Regions from separate parts of the Mus musculus genome. Here region 1 is linked to region 2. A link is a contact called in public HiChIP or PLAC-seq data. All regions are on one chromosome and are shown on one strand. The core of a region is the stretch at or near the end of the contact, and the rest is flanking DNA. Distances in the headings are between cores, read along the strand shown. Region 1 has its middle 15 kb from the start of Mir8120. Region 2 overlaps Kcnab1 (potassium voltage-gated channel, shaker-related subfamily, beta member 1).

The links. HiChIP or PLAC-seq counts read pairs in DNA pulled down with a chosen protein or histone mark.
Region 1: a contact with region 2 is called in a FOXA1 HiChIP or PLAC-seq map of pancreatic cancer cells. The contact joins two enhancer-like sites. A contact is called at or near these places in 1 of 484 Hi-C or Micro-C datasets (bone marrow-derived macrophages) and 2 of 115 datasets of contacts at active chromatin or transcription factors (bone marrow-derived macrophages and pancreatic cancer cells).

What each region holds. Positions count from the first base shown.
Region 1 is chr3:65,641,805-65,646,300 of GRCm38.p6, forward strand. No RefSeq gene overlaps it. Among named protein-coding and RNA genes, the nearest start is that of Mir8120, 15 kb to the right of the region's middle. Within about 2 kb of position 1,322, at least 17 of the 459 cell types and tissues checked have an H3K27ac peak or open chromatin away from gene starts, as enhancers often do. A contact at or near this core is called in pancreatic cancer cells, where this site is marked.
Region 2 is chr3:65,313,721-65,317,990 of GRCm38.p6, forward strand. The region is part of intron 7 of Kcnab1 (potassium voltage-gated channel, shaker-related subfamily, beta member 1); the gene reads left to right. Among named protein-coding and RNA genes, the nearest start is that of A330015K06Rik, 13 kb to the left of the region's middle. Within about 2 kb of position 2,326, at least 12 of the 459 cell types and tissues checked have an H3K27ac peak or open chromatin away from gene starts, as enhancers often do. A contact at or near this core is called in pancreatic cancer cells, where this site is marked.

The DNA of each region.
Region 1 (4,496 bases), core at 72-2,571, 330 kb after region 2:
CATGAAGTTAGGAGGGGAATGTGTTAGGGAGATATGGGAGGAGTTAGATAGGGAAATGGGGATATGTGTAAACACATAAACATCATCATATATATGTATAAATTCTCAATCGTGAAGAATATTTTTTAAATCAAAAGAACATATTTCTTGCAAAATTATCTTGAATGAGAGTTGCATAATCATTATTTACAAGAGTTTGTTTATTGTTCTTTGGTGGGTTTGTTGGTTTTTATTTGACAAAGTCTCACTGTGTAGCCTGGGCAGCCTTGAACCTGATATCTTCCAGTGTCAGCTTCTGGAATGCTGGGATTCCAAGTGTGCGTACCACATCACACCTGGATCAGTTTCTGTATGAAGAGGCCACTTTTATAAAACCCTTCTGCTGTATGTATGAAGGTGTGTGTGTGTGTGTGTGTGTGTGTGTGTGTGTGTGTGATACTTCTTACAATTAAACTGTCCAGATTTTAAAAAGCAATTTGTTTTTCCATGTTCCTGTTACTCTCCACAAATACCCTATAGGTGCTTCTGGCTTAAGGGCCTTCTGATGGTAGAGAGCTCTGTCACCATAGTATCACATACAAAATACTTTGTCTTAATTTTTTTTTGTTGCTTTTTTTAATTGTTTGTTTTGTGTGTTTGTTTGTTTGTTTGTTTGTTTGTTTTTGTCTTGTTTTTGGGCAGGGTCTTCCTATGTAGCCCTAGTTGTCCTGGAACTCACTATGTAGATCAGGCTAGCCTCGAACTCACAGAGCTCCACCTACTTCTGCCTCCAAAGTTCTGGGATTAAAGGTTTTTACCACTACACCTGGCGTCTTAAAATTTCTAATTTGCTCGAACGATAGCCCATCAGTTACAAAAGGCTTTTCCAGGAAATGCTGTGTGACTGTGAACCCTCAAGGATAGAGGCTGTGATGGAGAAGGCAACCAATCCATTTGCAAGTCCTCCATGGGAGGGCTGTTGTCACTCTTACTTGAGCAAAGGTAATATAAGCTTTACAATTGTCTTTGTTGATAATAAAATGTGCTTTTGAGAACTCATTTCCCCAACAAATATATGTATATGTGCTATTCAATGGAAGATTTCATTTGAATCCACTGCTGAGCAGAAGGTATCATGCTTTCTGATACACCTCTCTGTCCCTCCCTTCCTCCCTCCCTTTGCCTTGATAGCCTGAGAATTATGTGTTAAAACTTCATTTTAAAATGTAATGAGATGGATGATAAGGATGAATGGTGTGAAACACTATCTTCAGGGCATGGCATAGCCATTGTAACTACCGACTCTCAACAGCTGCAATTTTCTGTACTGGGCGTGCCCTAGATTGAATGCAGCAATAGTTAGTCAGGGGTAGGGAAGGGTGCACATGGTCCTGCCCTTCCCCTGGGAACTCTTGCCAATTGATGACTTCTCATGCTTACAAGCTTTTGTTGTGTAAACCTTGTTCCTTGATTTAAAACTATTGGTTAAATAGAATTAGCTATAGCCAATTACTGGAGGGATTGGAGGTAGGTGGGTTAGGAGTGACCTGGTTGGAGAAGAGACCAGGAGGAGGAGAAGGAGGAGGAAGAGCAAGAGGAGAGGAGGAAGCCGCCATGAGGAGAGATGGACAAAGGGCACATGGCCAGGAGAAACAGCAAGTATCTGGGGTACACTGCTAGGGAGGAGCCAGGCCAGCAGTGAGAAGAGTAGATTAGGGGTTACCCCTAAGTAATTGTCAGACCTAATAAAGTAAGTATAGTCTGAGTCTGTTTGTGTAAGGTAGCCGGGGATAAGCTTAGATTGGTTGTACAACAGATGGATGCTGACTGAGAGATGATCATTGTCTTCAGTTGTGTACTCACGGGTGAACTCATCAGCTACCAGAGAATAGTCCCTTAGCCTGTATTAGTTATTATTCTATCGCCATGATAAAAATGTCATAGCCAAGGCAACTTGTAGAAGAGAAAGTTTATTTTGGCTTAGAGTTGACTCAGTGTCCATCACTGTGGGGTGGGGCATGGCAGCAAACAGAGCAAACTAGAAGGGAGGCAAAGCTATATGTTTTCAGAGCCACCCCCAGTGGTGTACTTCCTTCAGCACAGCCAAGCTAAACTTTCTCAAAGAGCATCAGTCACTAGAGATCAAGTGTTCAAATGCCTGACCCTTTGGGGGGGACATTTCTCATTCAAACCACAGTAATAACACTCACAGTCACACAAATGCTCTTGGATAAACTCAGTGAGTCACAAGCCAAATGAACAGACATGAATATGGGAAATGGATTTGTAGGGGGGGGGGGGGTTGAGATGGGAGGGAGACTAAAGGTCCTGAGGAGAGAGTAGTGAGACTGCATTGCATGCAGATGTAAAATTGTCAGAGAATAACTATTTTAAAGATAAAACGAAGAAATTTAAACATAAACAACGCCAGGCATGATGGCACAGCTTTTAATCCCAACACTCAGGAGACAGAGATAGGTAGTTCTTTGTGAGTTTGTGGCCACATAGGGAATTTCAGGCTAGCCAGGGACTACATAGAGAGACTTTGCCTCAAAACCAAAACCAAACTAACAAACAAGACACCAAAAGAGGACAGGTATTGTGGTTCACACCTTTAGTCTCAGCACTCAAGAGGCAGAGGCATTATAATCTCTGTGAGTTTAGGACAGCCTGGTCTAAATAATAATTTCTAGGCCACCTGGTCTATATAAAGAGACTCTTTGTCCAAAATCAATCAATCATGCTGTTTATTCATTGAATTTAAATTTTTGATATATGTTCTTATTTTAGATTTCTTGCCTTGTGCTATTCACAATGCCCTGGTTGTTCACTCTGCCTTTCTTCGAATCTTTACACTTATCTTCCTTCTCTTTAAACTAAGATCAATTCATTTAGAAGATCAACTGTACTTAGCTAGTGCCCAGGTAACACAGTTCCTGAAACAAATGTGCTTGGGACCTGAGATGAACAATTCTGTCCATAAATGGGGCTTTGTTGATATTAGGTCTCCCAGAGATGTCCTTCTCCTAGGAGCTTAACCACCCTGTGGATTCAGTCATTTAACAAATATTTATTGAGCACCTGCTATGTGTGAGAGCTGTAGATATGGTGGTGACCAAGATAAATAACCTCATGTTTTCATTGAGGTTACATTTTTACTTGGAACAATAAACAAAACAGTAAGTAAAGAAACAAGAAATATGAGCCAGGCAGGGTGGTTCACAAATGTAATCCCAAGATTCTGGAGAAAAAGGCAGGGCAATCATGAGCTCCTGGACAGCTCTTTCTGAATGGAAGAAAGAAAGGAAAAAAGGAAGAAAGGAAGAAAGAAGGAAAGAAAAGAAAAGAAAAGAAATATGAATTCTGATAAATGTTATTTTAGGGCCTCAAAGAGGAAAATTTTTTTTTACCACAATTCTCTCACATTGTATATCTGATACATGAAAATTATCTTGACAAAAATTAAAAATTAAAAAATAAAAAGGAGAAAATAAATGAAAAAGATTAACAGGAAAACAAAGCACACTTTTTCTTTCATATTAATATTTTTACATTACATAGTGGGGTTCTTATTACATTTTTTAAAATTTGTGTAGGTGTGTTTATTATGTATATAGGTTTTGTAAATTTCCTCCAAGATCAAACATTCTATCCTGTAGAGAAAGCTCCTTAAACAGAAAGGTAAACAACTGAAAAATAGCTTTAGGAAGTCCCTGAAACTGACTAGATTCACTAGGCCCCCTCTTTGCCAGAGGAAACAATAAAAGCTGAGAGTCCTGCTTAGGGAAAAAAAAACAAAACAAAAAGCTGAACTGAACAGCAGACTCTGAGACACCTTGAGCTGCAAAGAAGACTCTTGAAACCACACCAAGTGCCTGGAAGAGATTTAGACCAACTGAGGCTCCTGGAGAGACTATTCAACATGTTTAGCAGCCTGCAAGCTGTGCAGTGTCCTCCAGGTTCCCAGCTGTGAGCTATCAACTGTGCTGGGTGGGCTTTGATATGCCTCTGGCTTTGAGTCATTTCGGCTAAAAGTGAGTATGAACATGTCTTGCTGATGAAGTAGATACAGAAGAAGAGGGAAGAATAAAAATGCTTACCAAGCTTTTGGCTTGACTGTTGTGGTATGATTACTAAGATAGGGAGGATCAGGGAAAGACCAGGTCAAGGTCTGAGCACATTCCACAGGACATGGTTATTAGGTCTCCTAAGGCAGTGTGAATAGCTTGGAGTTCTCAGGAGGTTTGTGTCTCTTGATTTCTGGTTTGGAGACAAAGTTAAAAGTGTAATCAGATTGAGAGAGAGAGAGAGAGAGAGAGAGAGAGAGAGAGAGAGAGAGAAACCTGTCTCGAATGGAGAGTTATACCTTCATTTGTTGATGTTTGAGTCAACTCTCCTTTAGGAGGAAAGGGTGACCTGACCCATTTTGATATTTGACCATCATGATAGACAGTGCTTTCAAAGCATGTGCCTAGGAATGTAACATTTTCCGGTGGCTTCAGAAGCTGGACTGATAG
Region 2 (4,270 bases), core at 1,076-3,575:
CTGACTACACCTCCACCAAACATATCCCCTCGCTCTTTACCTTTCTATAAACACATCACTAGTAACCAAACTTAGAGAGGACCCTCTGCTCCTACTACTGAGCATCTCTCTGGCCCCCAGCATAACATTTTTAAACTCTGCATGTAAGTGAGACCACTTGGCATTTGTTTTCTTATATGTTTTATTTTACTTAGAATAATGTTTTGCCACATGGTGGGACTCATGGCTCTAGCTGCATATGTGGCAGAGGAATGGTCTGCATATGGTCCTGTGAAGGCTTGATGCCCCAGTATAAGAATACTAGGACAGGAAGCAGGAGTGGGTGGGTTGGGGAGCAGGGGAAGGGGAGAAGGGGATAGGGGATTTTCAGAGGGGAAACTAGGAAAGGGGAAAACATTTGAAATGTAAATAAAGAAAATAGTAAAAATTAAAATTAAAAAAGAATAATGTTTTGCTTTCCGTATATTATGTTGTCATAAATGATAGGATATAATGTTCTAGTGGCTGAATATAATATGCATGACCTTATAAGATAGATAGATAGATAGATAGATAGATAGATAGATAGATAGATAGTCAGATAGATAGATAGATAATCACATTTTTTTTCATTTATTTGAGGCAATATATATTTCAGCCTATTTACCATTACATAATTGAATCATGACAAAGATGATTACAGTGGTGGTAGATAATGATTTGCTATTGAGTCTCTTCAATGTTCTTGATATCAGTCCTTAGTCAGATGTATATTGGACAAATACTTTTCTTCATTATGTATATCTGTATTGCAGAATTCCATCCAGTTATATTTAAAATAGTTATTGATGGGAAAGGACTCACCCATCATGATGGGTGTTATATTGTTTTTTATGATGTTACTTGTTTTCTATATTGTTTTAGCTCCTCATTTCTTCCTCTCTCAGTGTTTTTGGTTGTGAGTTTTTCTAGTAGTGTTGTCTGGTTCTTTTTTTTTTTTTTTTTTTTTTTTTTGGTTGTTTCGTTTGTCTGTTTGTTTCGGGACAGGGTTTCTCTTGTGTAGTCCTGGCTGTCCTTGAACTCACTCTGTAGACCAGGCTGGCCTCAAACTCAGAAATCTGCCTGCCTCTGCCTCCCAAGTGCTAGGATTAAAGGCGTGCGCCACCACGCCCAGCGATTCTTTATTTTTTGTTATGGTGTAACCGTAGGTTTTCTCTTTGTACTTAATATTAAATATACAAAAAGATTATTTAGTACAAGTTATTTTGAAAATATGGCAACTTAATTTTGATCATAAATATTAAAAATAAAGAAAACCTCAATACATGCACTGTATTCTGTCATATATTTTAATTTCTAATGTTTCATTTCATCTTTTTCTATTGCCTATTTCTTAAAATAGCAGTGTAGTCATTTTCAAATTTTTTGATTTTTAATCCTCATACTAAAGATATTTGGAGTGCCATAGTTAAAGTATTAGAAGACACCACATCTGTCTGAAAACTCACTGCCCGCTTCCAGTGTTTTGTTTACTCAACAATGTCTTGTGCTCGCAAGAATTCCCCTTAGGATTTATTCTAGACTGAGTCTAAGTGGCAAGAATTCCCTTCGCTTCTATTTAGAAATATCCTTTTGTCTCCTCCTCTGAAAGCTTGCTTTGCTGAGTACACCAGCCATTATTATTAATTATTAGTTATTACTATTACTATTATCATGTATTCACTTTACAACCCAATATCAGCCCTTCCTATCCTTCCACTTCCTCCTCTTACACATCCTCCCTCCATTCCTTCTTCTCTTGCTATTTTCACAATTCTCTTCTTTTAACTTTTGAGACCTGATTATAACATGTCAACTTGGGGTAGATTTGGTTAAATCACATCTGTTACCTTTGACTTTCCTCCATCTGGGTATTTGGTTCTCTCTCTAGGTTTGGAAAGCTTTTTGTTACTATCTTTTTTAGGAAATACATTAATATCGTCATACATTTTTATGTATATACAAACCTATGTGTGAATCATGCTTATTCCTATAAAACCAGTTTTTAATATACTTTATTTATTAAATGTGTTCTTTGATAACGCATTTTATACGAATGCATTGCATAATACATTCGGGTTACTCTCTCTTCCTCCTCTCCCATCTTCCTCTTCCTCTGTCTAACTCCCTTCTAGCTGCAAGTCGCTTTCTCAAATTCTGGTCCTTTTGTTTTGTTTTGTTTTGTTTTGTTTTGTGACACCCTGAGTTTCACTAAGGCAGTCATGGGATAATGTGTGAGTCACACATGGGTATACAATGAAATATAATGGCTGAGCCTCTCCCAGAGTCCACTAGTAGCCAATAGTTCAGTAGGGAGGGGTAGGGCCCACGAGCCCCTCCCTTATCCATGTTTAACTGATGTCAAGGCGAGTGTTATACAAGACAGCCTCAGCTGCTGGGAAATCACAGTTGCATTGATCGTGGCATACCCAGAAATTAGCCTTTCACAGCCTTTCCGGCTCTTGTATACTTTCTGACCCTTCTGTCTATAACGATCCTGGAGCATCAGAGAGGAGGTAGAGATGTCCTGTTCAGGCCTGAGCACTAGACTGTCACTTTTTCTCAGCATGTTATTATATTTTTATAAGTTTTATCTCTTAAAATTTATGCATATGTATTTGTGTCTGTGTGAGTAGATGCCACATGTGCAGGGAAGAAGAGTCAAGGTCAGAAAGGAGCTAGAGTTACAGGCTATAGATGCCACCCAACTCTGCTAGGAATTGAACTGGGGTCCCTGGTAGAGAAGAAAAGACTTATTAGCTGCCGAAGCCATCTTTCCATCCCCTTGTTACTTTTAGTAAATGTTTAACTCTAGGATTCCGAAACCCTCACTGAAACCCCAAACCTGAGTATCTCTTCTTTTCATGATGTTCTGAGACCCTGCGAGCTTTCCTCATTCCTTTTCACTTTCTTCCTCCTGGATATATTCAAATATCTTGACTTCAAGTTCACTGCCCCTGCTGTTAGGTGGATTCTCTGTGGATGCTGTCAGTTCCCTCTTCATCTGCTCTGCATTTCAGCTCCAGGAGTTGTTACAGGTTCTAAAAATGATTTTACTTTCTGTAGCAAGGTTTCCTGGTGATTACTCAATTGTTTCTCCAGAGATTTTATTTTGTTGTTGTTATGGTTGTTGTCTGCTTTTATTTCTCATTTTCAAGACAGGGTTTGTCTGTGTAGCCCTGGCTGTCCTGGAGCTCCCTCTGTAGACCAGGCTGGCCTTGAACTTAGATATTTGTCTGCTTCTACATCTCAAGTGCTGGAAAAAGGGTGTGCTCCCACCACCACCACCCAGATTCTCTTGTGCTTTTAAGGATCATGTTTCAGTAGGTTATTTCTAATGTATTATCCACCCCTGGACCAGTTCTGGCATACATATACATATACATGTACATATACATATTTTTTGAGATTATAATTATGTCACTTCCTCCTACCCTTTCCTCCCTTCAAACCCTCCTATACATCTTTCCTTGCTTTCTTCCAAATGCATGGCTTCTATTTTTCATTATTTGTTGTCACAAATATATACATACACACATACATACATACATGCACACATACACACAGAGACACATGCATGCATACATATACACATGGACACACACATATATACATGGATATACACAGACATACAGACACACACAAACATACACATATATACATATACACACATATATATGTATATACATATACACACACAGAGACACACATACACAGACATAGATACACAAACACATACACAGACATACAGACACAGACACACACGCACACATACACATACATGCATACATACACACACATACACAAACACACAGACACATGCACATACACATATATATAGTCTTACATTCATAAATACAACCTACATAATGTTACTTTTATGTACATTTTCAGGGCTGTCCATTTGGTATTAGATAACCAATTGGTGTGTTCTTTCTTGAGAAAGACTATTTCTCCAACTCTTGCTTGACCATTACACAAAACAGGATCTCATTAACTCAGACAAGCTTCTAAGTTGCAATCCTCCTGCCTCAACATACTTAGTGCTGGAAGTACAGCCATGTGTCACCATGCTCAGCTTCTCTGTATCTTCTTGAAGTTCACGACTTTCCATCAAATAACTGTTTTGAATTCTTGTCCAAGAGGCCAACATATCCACCACCTCATCATCGGCTTTTGACATCTCAGCTCCCTGGAAGCTCTCGATGCTTGTTAGTATCTGACAGCATCCATGCACTGAAGCATTCGGCGT